2 separate regions of the Sus scrofa genome follow, and region 1 is linked to region 2. The links are chromatin contacts, called in public targeted proximity ligation maps. All regions are on one chromosome and are shown on one strand. The core of a region is the stretch at or near the end of the contact, and the rest is flanking DNA. Distances in the headings are between cores, read along the strand shown. Region 1 overlaps BORCS5 (a long non-coding RNA gene). Region 2 holds the start of DUSP16 (dual specificity protein phosphatase 16).

Evidence for each region.
Region 1: a contact with region 2 is called in a targeted proximity ligation map of alveolar macrophages. A contact is called at or near these places in 2 of 5 promoter capture datasets (fetal liver and liver), 8 of 47 Hi-C or Micro-C datasets (embryonic fibroblasts, liver, omental adipose tissue and 2 more) and 2 of 2 datasets of targeted methods (alveolar macrophages and skeletal muscle).

The regions. Positions count from the first base shown.
Region 1 is chr5:59,979,431-59,984,413 of Sscrofa11.1, reverse strand. The region is part of intron 3 of BORCS5 (a long non-coding RNA gene); the gene reads left to right. Among named protein-coding and RNA genes, the nearest start is that of BORCS5, 91 kb to the left of the region's middle.
Region 2 is chr5:59,866,373-59,871,533 of Sscrofa11.1, reverse strand. DUSP16 (dual specificity protein phosphatase 16) reads right to left here and starts at 1,632. Exons shown (of 7, transcript XM_021092338.1): 1 at 967-1,632.

The DNA of each region.
Region 1 (4,983 bases), core at 39-2,538, 110 kb before region 2:
CCCCCAAAAAAAAGGGGGAGTGCCTCCTGTGTTCAGTGGGTCAAGGATCCGGCATGGATCAGTCCCTGGCCCAGGAATTTCCATATGCCATGGGTTCAGCCAAAGAAGAAAGGAAGGGAGGGAAGGAAGAAGGAAGGAAGGAAGGAAGGAAGAGAGCCAGCTAATTTTCCCATACTCCCAGTTTATCACTTTTGTGTGTGTGTGTGTGTGTGTGTGTGTGTGTGTCTTTTTTTGCCTTTTCTTGCCTTTTCTAGGGCCTCACCCGTGGCATAAAGAGGTTCCCAGGCTAGGGGTCTAATCGGAGCTGTAGCCGCCGGCCTGTGCCAGAGCCACAGCAATGCCAGATCTGAGCCATGTCTGTGACCTACACCATAGCTCATGGCAACGCCAGTTCCTTAACCCACTGAGCAAGGCCAGGGAGCGAACCCGCAACCTCATCGTTCCTAGTCGGATTTGTTAACCACTGAGCCATGACGGGAACTCCCCAGTTTATCACTTTTTTAAGAAAAGGGTTTTTCCCAGTATCTTGGATGGACCATGGTAGCAGTGAAGGTGGACGGAGGGACACTGTCAGGGAAGCTGGGCAGTGGACCGTGCTGCCCCCTCCCACTCAGGAGGGCTGCAGGGATGGAGGGCTTTAATGAAAGAAGAAGCAGAATAGGGACTTCTCAAGGCGGCCGAGGGTCTTCTAGGGTGTTTGTGGGCTCAGAACTAGCATCTGTCATAGTCCAGGGAAAGGCTGCAGCTCCAGGGTAGGCTGGAGGAGAGTGGGATTTCTGCCCTCAAGCTTTGATTTTTTTTTTTTTTTACCCTGATCTCTTTTCCTCTTTTGTGGCCTTTCAGTGTCACTCTCTAGCCCTTTTCTGATGGGGGTTGGGGGTGATAATCTGCCTGACTTGTATGTCTTTGGCTTTGGGAACCATTTAAAGGTTTTCGGCTTTTGTTCCTCCCTTCCTGCCTGGACATTATGCCTCTGACGGTAAGAAGGGGCACGGGGAAGCTGAACAAGTCCTAAAATAATCCCTGGGGCCCAGGGATGCCATGCAGATTCCCGAGATCCTCCTATGTCTTCATTCTCTTGAATACCCAGATAAAATGTGTTCCTTCACTGAGACATTCGGATACATTGTTTGAACAAAGGAAACAGGGTCACTTCAAAATGTCCATTATGTGGTAATCAATGCCATTCAGCCTGTGGTGTAATTAATGAAAACACTGGCGACAGTCTGCCCATTGTCTGTCCCTTGCGCAACAGGAAACTGCAGATGAATACGGAACTGGAGAGGGCTTACGTAATTCCAGAAGGACCCAGAAACCCCGCGCAGTTGTGACTGATATCCTCCTCAGTGCAGGTCTGGCCTACTGAGCAGGTTCCTATTCCCAAAGGACAAGGAGGCATTTGCTCAGTGTGACCCTGCCGTTTGATTTTTGACATCAGTTCGTGATAGATTTTTGTTTTCCTTGTGGCCAGGAATGGTGTCTTGAGAAACTTCTAAATCACAGTAGTGACACAGTTGTAATTCGTTTGACAAGGGACAGCTAGCTGTTGAAATGGAAGTGTCTCTGGCCATCTCTTGTTGCTGGCACAGCTGACAGCAGCATGGTTTGGGAGCCCTTCGGCCAGAAGAACTGGAGTTCAGCCCTGGCTCTGGCAGTGCCTGCTGTGTGGACTGACCCACTCGGGGGGTGGCCTTCCTCTGGAAAGTGAGGGGCGTGGGATTGAATGATTTCTGAGGACCCTTGCAGTGCTAAAATTCTGAATTCTGAGCCCCCTCAGTGAAGTCAAGGATTATGAAATGCTTGCACAAGTGAAAGGTCAGAGTACAAAGTGTACAACAAGTCTTTGCCAGTGAAAATGTCATTAAAGTTTATCTGCTACCAAATATTTTATTCCCTTTAGTCTCCTCTTAGGTTATGTTGTATGAATGTTCATGTTATGTCTGGCAAGTTGTTCTTTTTGTTATTAAGAAAATAAATAGTGGGGTTAAATTAGAAACAAAAGTATCCTTTCACTCTGCTGGAAAACTATAAAACTTCCCATTTATATTCATCTGTCAAGGATTTCAGAAAAGTGTTGAACACATTGCTCAAACTGGTATGTATGTAGTTGAAATGGTATTTGAGCTAGTGAGCTCTGTTGAAAAGGTAGATGGAGGAGTTCCATTGTGGCTCAGCGGTTAATGAACCCAACTAGTACCCATGAGGATGCAGGTGGGATCCTTGGCCTTGCTCAGTGGGTTAAGGATCTGGCATTGCCATGAGCTGTGGTGTAGGTTGCAGACTTGGCTTGGATCCTGCCTTGCTGTGGCTATGGTGTAGGCTGGCAGCTGTAGCTCCGATTTGACCTCTAGCCTGGAACCTCCATATATATGCCTTGGGTGTGGCCCAAAAAAGGAAAAAAAAAAAAGATAGATGGAGATTAGGCAAAAAAGCACTATTTTGAATTCTGTCTTCACTGTTAGTATGAGCTGTAGGACCCTGGACACGTTTTAGGATCTCTGACTCCCTGATTCTGCAGCTCCAGTAGGAGAAAGGTATTTTCCCTATAGGATTGTTGTGAGCAATAGGGATAATATACATGGTGTATATAGTACAATGCCTGACATTTAATTGATACTCGTGAATAGTAATTATAACTGTTATAAACATTGTTTTATTACATTAATAAAAATAACTAGGGAATGACTAAATGTTACGTAACGTGTTCTACCTTCCTCATCCTCATAATGATGTTCATTCATTCATAGATGGCTAAAAAAATAGTCCCCACTAGAATGGATTTCAGCTCTTGTTTTTGGTAGACCGTGTAGACCAAGATTTGCCAGAGAGGGATTTCTCTTCTTGTCTAACTTACAGATCAAAGGTGTGAGATGAGAATAAATGACAAGAGTTTACTTGTATAAGCGCCCATTGCAAACTGTTGTCTTCAGAAACAGAGTCACTGCAGAATGTCCAGTTATGTGGTAACTGGTGCCATTTAGCTCATGGCGTCATTAATGAAAACGTCTGCCCATTGTTTGTCAGTTGTGCAAGAGAGAGGTATCCTGGGGAAGATTCCCACAGAGAGCTCCCAAAACCTCTGTGGGAATGGAAATCTGGAGGAGGCTCAGAAAGCCAGACAACACAGAGCTGACGCAGAACAGCTTTTGTTGCAGTCTGGTATACCCTAACCTTTAGGATCTGTCCGAATCCCCACTAGATGGGTGGGGATTGAAGATGGAGGGTGGGCTAGAATGTACCAACCATTGATTGGTGGCAGGGGCAATCCACTCTCTGAAGTGGAGACAGCTAGTAGCATGAGTCAGAGGGAAAATCAGGAGGGGGCTGATGGATGAACGTTCAACAACTATGCCCCAGCAGTGGGTTCTTAGAGTTGAAGAAAGACCCTAAGAAGAAGGTGCTTCTAGTTGGAGTGACATTAAGAATGTGGCGCAGTGGAAACGAATCCAACTAGGAACCATGAGGTTGTAGGTTCAATCCCTGGCCTTGCTCAGTGGGTTAAGGCTCTTGGTGTTGCTGTGAGCTGTGGTGTAGGTCGAAGATGTGGCTCAGATCTGGCGTTGCTGTGCCTGTGGCGTAGGCCGGTGGCAATAGCTCCAATTCGACCCCTAGCCTGGGAACCTCATCTCGCCGTGGGTGAGACCCTCAAAAGACAAAATACAAAAAAAAAAAAAAAAAGAATGTGGCTTCTAAAGGTAAGAATTAGTAAGGAAGGTTCCAGGAAATTACTAAGAAATTGAGTTTGAGATGCCACTCACCCTTTTATAGTGTACAATGCAGTGGTTTTTAGTATATTCACAAAGTTGTGCAGCCAACATCAGTAATTCCAGAACATTTCATCCCCCCAAAGAAGCACTATATAAATTAGCAGTCACTCTCATGTTCCATCTCCTCTCCCTGGCAATCACTATTCTACTTCCTGTCTCTGGATTGCCTACTTCATGTAAATGGAATCATATACGTTGTGGCTTTGGGGGTCTGGGTTTTCACTTAGCATAATGTTTTCAAGGCTCATCCATGTCGTAGCTTATATCGGTATCACATCCCTTTTTATGGCTGAACAATATTCTGTTGTATGGATATACCACATGCTATTTATCCATTTATCAGTTGACAGACGTTTGGGTTGTTACTGCTTTGCGGCTATTGTGAGTAATGTTGCTTTGAACATTGGCTTACAAGTTTTGGCGTGAACGTTATGTTTTAGTTCACTTGAGTATATATCTGAGAGTGAAATTGCTAGGTCATATGGTTACTTTATGTTTGATTTTTGGAGAAACTAAATTGTTTTGCCTAGTGCTGCACCATTTTATGTTCCCAGTAGCAGTGCACAAGGGTTCCAATTTCTCCACATCCTCGCTAACACTTGTTATTGTCTGGCTTTTATTTTAAGCATCCTAGTGAATATGAAGTAGTATCTCTTTGTGGTTTTGATTTTCATTTTCTGCATAACTAAAGATGTTACGTGTCTGTGCTTACTGACCCTATTTATATCTTCTTTGGGGAATTCTGAGCCGTATTTGCAGGACCAATTTTGCTCCCGGGACAAAGATTAATACTAATTTATATAGTTATGCTAACTGCTTTCTAATTGGGAGGATTGGTGGTTTTGAGATTCAGAACATGTGACAGGGTGAAGCTTTTTATAAAACTTTGGCGTTCTCTTGTGGTGCAGCACGTTAGGGATCTAGTGTTGTCACTGCAGGTTTGATGCTGTGTCACGGCTTTAACCTGGCACAAGAAATTCCACATGCCCTGGGTGCAGCCAGAAAAAACAAGAACAAAAAAAAAAAAAAAAAAAATTGAAGCTTTTTCCTTTGAATGTAGTCATTTAATTGGAGAATTTATTAGTTTCACTTTAGTACTATGAAAAGCAAATCTCCAAACATATTCAGCCAGTCAGTGGAATTTGTTATAATAACCTTACATGTTTATAGCTCTCTTCTGTTTTTAGATCACTCGTGTATATATCATCTCATTTAT
Region 2 (5,161 bases), core at 383-2,882:
AGAGAGTTTAAAACACCCTGCATCTTAACTCACTTCCCCTTGATGCAAGGGGACGGCACTGCAAACCCCCGGGCAAATGAGATTATGTAACAGGTTTTTCCTCTCCACTTTATTCATCACAGGCTGGATGGAGGTGTGCTTTCTCCAAACGATTCGAGGCACTGGGGATTTTATTTAGGATCTTTGCAGCGGACGGTTGAGAAACTTCTTCAGGATTTTGCCATATCCATTCATTTTAAGATCTCCTTATATTTTCTCAAGTTAATTCCCAGGTTGTTATTGTTGAAGTTTTAAAGGAAATAAGCCCGGCAGCACCTGAAATCTTCAGTCTTGCACAAATATTTTCCTCCCCGGTGTTTCATTACATGAAAAGTACACTCGATACACAGACCCTCGGTTGTCTCCCCGGGCTTTTTCCTTTCTCACGTTTTAGGGTTAGTGTAAATAAAGAAGTCACTGGCACACCGAGCCCCCAACACCCTGCCTGTGTAGGAGGGCGGGGGCAGCGCATGAAAAGCGAGTTGGTGGAAGAAAGCGGCCCCGTCACCACCCAGGTGGCCCCGCTGCTTACACCCAGGGCGAGTTGGGGATAATGGGAACCGTCAGGCCGGGGCCCCACTTGGCAGGCGTGTTGTGTAACAGTCGCGCCTGGAAGCGAGCGGCTTCGCCCGCGAAGGGACCGCGACCGCCGGCGGCTCCTGGCGGCGGGACCCGGCCGCTCGGCCCCAGTCCCCGCGCCGTCCCCCGCCCCCTCCCCGCGCGGCCCCCCTCGTCCCCCCCCCCAGCTTCCCACGCGCGCGCCGCTCCGGGCCGCGGTCGCCCCCACCCCGCCCGCCCGCCCGCCGACCCGGGCCCGGCCGCCGGGAGGGCAGAGCAGCCGGGGCGCGCGAAGGAGCGTCCATGCTGCCGGCGCGGCGGGCGCCCGGCCCCGCGCCCTCCCACCCCGCCGTCCGCGCGGCCACTTACTTGGGGAGCTACCGACCTCCCGGCTCTCTCGGGGGGAAATGAAAGTTGTCACGGCGTCTCCCCGCGGGGCCCCCTCGCCTCCCGGACCTGCGAGGCGCCGCGGCGGAGCCGGGAGGGCGGCTGCGCTCCTGCTCGCGTCCGTCCCGTCGCGCTCTCCTCCTCCTCTTCTTTTCACTATATTATCTTCTCCTGCTCGGAGGGGCGGGTGGGGGCGGGAGGCTTAGGAAGCGAGGAGAAGTTTGCAACTTTTCTTCACTCTTTCTCTCCCCCCCACCCCCGATCAGCCTTGAAAAAACACTGCTGAAAGGGGTGAGGAACCTGGGGAGGTGGGGGGGCGGCGGGGGCAGGGAGAGGTGATGATAGTCGTTTGAAAACTGATCAGAGCCCCCCAAACAGGGACACCCAGAAAGAGGGGGAAAGGCGGGGGGGGTGGGGTGGGGGTGGGGGAAAAGAGAAAGAGTCGCTGGTCAGGAAACTTCAAGCGCGGATGAGGTCATTGGTTTAAAAATAAAGAGATGGCGTCACTTGAAACCAATCCCAGTGAATGAACTCAGCGGAGCCCCGGGGAAAGGAGGAGACAGGCGAGGGCAGGGCGGTGGGCGCCGGGCGGGGCCGCGCGCCGCCCGCCCAAGTCCGGAGCGGGGCTCGGCGCCTGGTCGCGGCCGCTCGGGGAGGGGACGGGTCACGTTCCGTTCCGGGGCCCGGCGGCTCCGGGGCAGGTTCCGCGGGCGCCGCTGGGAGGAGCCGGGCGGCTGGGGGAGGCGGACCCGCGGCCTCCTCCTTCCGCGCCCGCGTGCCCGCCGCCCCCGGGGGCCCCGAACCCCGACCTCCCTGCCTGGTCTCGGCCGCGCGCCTTAGCGCCGCGCCCCAACAGGTATTTCAGGGTCGCATCCCCCACCCCCACGCCAGCGAGGAGCAGAACCTTTTCCTCCTGGTTGGGCTGTTTCCAGCTGCCTCCCCAGCGTGAAGAAACGCAAACAATGATTTGAGAGAATTACAATCGCTCTTTAAAAACCCAAAATGCAGGGCACCGCCGTCTCTTAGGAAAGAGAAGTAACAGGTACTTTAAGAAAAATCACATTCAGGTGGTCAGGCACTCAGCTGCCTCTCTGTGTCTGTCATTGAAAGCCCCCACCTGAATGCTCCTAATATTCATTATTTTACTTTGATTAAATTTACTCAACATTTCCTATTTACAAATGTAATGGGAATGAGCAGCCTAAAATGCTCTTTAGAGGTATGTTCTATATCGGGCAGCACAGAATCATCTTGAAATCAAAACAGAGGTTCACTGCCTCTTGAGAGGTGCAAGACCCCATTGATTTAACTTCACACACTTCGTGCATTTTTAAATTTGGACTAATTAAAATAGCTTTGTTTTGAAACTACATTACACACTTGGGGAAACTAGAGACCTGAGGTGGTGACAATCCAGGACTTGGAATCACTGACTAGGACAATCAGATCTTTATTCTAGTGTTCTTTGAGCATTTGAGCATGAAGCTGCTTCAACTGAGAAGTACTCACGTGGATATCACATAACAAAGATGTGATTAATGACGGAAAAGCACACTGCGAGTGAACTGCTCCAGGAGCCAGAATTTGTAGGCAGGAATAGTGTATCTCCTCAAGTGTTCCATTTGCAATGTACTCAATTTGGGACCTTGGTCCCGAAAGTCATCTTTGTTCGGAAATGTCTGTTTGGACACTTCCAGGGGCTTTTTGTTTGCTTGTTTAATTGGCAAAAGAACTGAAAAGCAGGTTTGGAGTGAGAAAGCTGAAACATCTCCATACTCCCTTTCTGCCTTTAAATCGTGCAGCTAAAGTGCATTTGCTATTATAATCATTTCAGGTTAGTATTAGGGTAAGCCTCTAGGAGCTTCCAGCCCATGTTTTAGAGGAGAAAAAGGAGTCCACCTGGAGATGGGAATGCGCTGAGCACATCAGGCAGTCACTGAAGCCTGAAGGCCATAGATTTGACCTCTTTTAAGACTTCTATGGAGGGGAAGCAATCGCTCCCTGCGCCCTGTCCTCTGGTGGCCACGGGCTGTTACTGCTTGTGCTCTTCCAGGAAAGCTCTGATAATCGACTGACCACAGTCCTGCTGTTTAGAACAGATTCTAAAGGGTAGTTGAGGAGGATCTGCATCTCCAATCTGCTCAGCTGGAGGAGTTGGGATTTGGGGGAAGGAAGGAAGAGAAAAAATCCTTGTCCTAGCAGGGATCTTGCCAGCATAAAAGACTCCACAAGAATTCGAGTTCTCTTTACATGCTACAGCTCCAGCCGCCTTACCCTGGCACATCTTGAAGCCTCTCTCTCCTTTCTTCATTTATACAATGAAATTGGAGTGTCTTCCATGTATGTGGTGCTATGATAGCTATTATGGAAGCCTCCCCAGTGTATATCATCTAATTAGGGAAACAAGACATTGATTAAAACTAATTACAAATGAAGTTAATAATTGAGTGGCATGCAATATTGGTTAAGAGTTCTGTGGAGCAAAGGAGCCAGGTAGGCTGGGGTTGTCAAGGAAGGCATCTCCTAAAGGGCTTTGACCTCATCCGTGGAGGATAGTTAAGCTTTAATTTGGGGGAAGAGGGGTCAGTGAAGAGACTCTTCTAGAAGGGAAATGGCAGAAGCAGAGACATCGAGATGGAATGGACAAGGGATGTTCAGATGAGGGACGAGTAGACCCTTCTAATAGTAGTGGAGGTTGGGGTGTCGCAATAAAGAACAAGGCTAAATTTGAGATTTAGAGGCATGTTACAGAAGTACATGGATGTTAGGATAAATAGCTTGTTACTAGTCCAGCAAGTAAGCATTGAACACATTTACTTCACTCAAAAGGAACTTTCTCCGTGTTCTACTGAAAGAGCTTCTACATCTGCCAACAACACACAGGTAGGAACAAAGTTGAAACACTACTGGTACAATTGCTCGAAGAATATGAAATATTTAGGTATATATAAATCTAACAAACTATGTCCAGGATCTGCTTGCTGAAAATTATAAAATGCTGATGAAATAAATAAAACCTAAATAATGGGAGTGATTTTCTATATCCATGGATTGGAAGACCCAATAGAGTAAATAGGTCAGTTTTTCTCAAATGGATTAACAGATTAAGACAATGCCTATCAAAACCACAGCAAGTTTTTTTTGGTAGGCATAGGCATCCTTAACCTAAAACTGCTTCCAGTATGTCTAAAGGATGGAGTAAGTGCTAGATTCCCCAAAGGTGGACAAAGAGCTCACATACTTAGGACACCAGCAAAGCAGGGGCTCTAAGGTCTTACAATCAGATAATCTAAAAAGAAGCTATTTTTGTTTCAGTACCTGTAAGGGTACAGTGTAGTATTGCTTTCAGAGTTAAATGTGAGGGAGGAGCACCAAGTTTTCTAGCTAGAATTAAAGATGAAGGTGGATGGAGCACCATAATCTTAATGCTTAGACCCTCTTCAGGTTTCAATCCATCCCTCGTTCTGGGAATATAGTTATCATGGAACTAATGTTCTAGTGGGGAGAGAAGATTCAAAACAACAGCCAGGGCTGTGACAAGATCAACTCTACAGGAGAAAAAGTGGGTGTTGTGACAGCAAATGAGTGAGGGTAACTGGGGGAGGCATTCATCGGAGGAGGGCGGGGCATTGGAACTGAGACCTGAAGGGTGGCAATCAGGGCCGGGTCTTGGCAGAGGCAGCAGGTCACTCCGAGACTGTTCAACAGAAACAGAGGACATAATAGAGAGTCCATGTGTTCCCAGAGCAAAAGGGAGGCCCTCGGGGGCTCAAAAGTATAAAACGAGGGTGAGCAGGAGCCAGACCATACAGGACTTTATAATTGCATGGTAAGGAATTTGCATTCTACTCTGAAAGATTTAAGCAGGTTAACACATGACCTGATTTATGAAGAAGATATTTAGAAGTACGCATAATAGTTTAGTTTTGAAGAGAGTCTTAATAATATTTTATAAACACTTATTTAATTTAGCAGCTCCCTTTTCCAATAGGAAGGAAACACTTTTTTCCCCATTTTTAAAACTTTTATTGTAGTTGATTTACAATGTTGTGATAATTTCTGCTCCATAACAAAGTCATTCAATTATACAGGTATACACCTCCATTCTTTTTCAGATTTTTTCCCATATAGATTATCACAGAATACTGGGTGGATTTCCCTGTGCTATGCAGCAGGT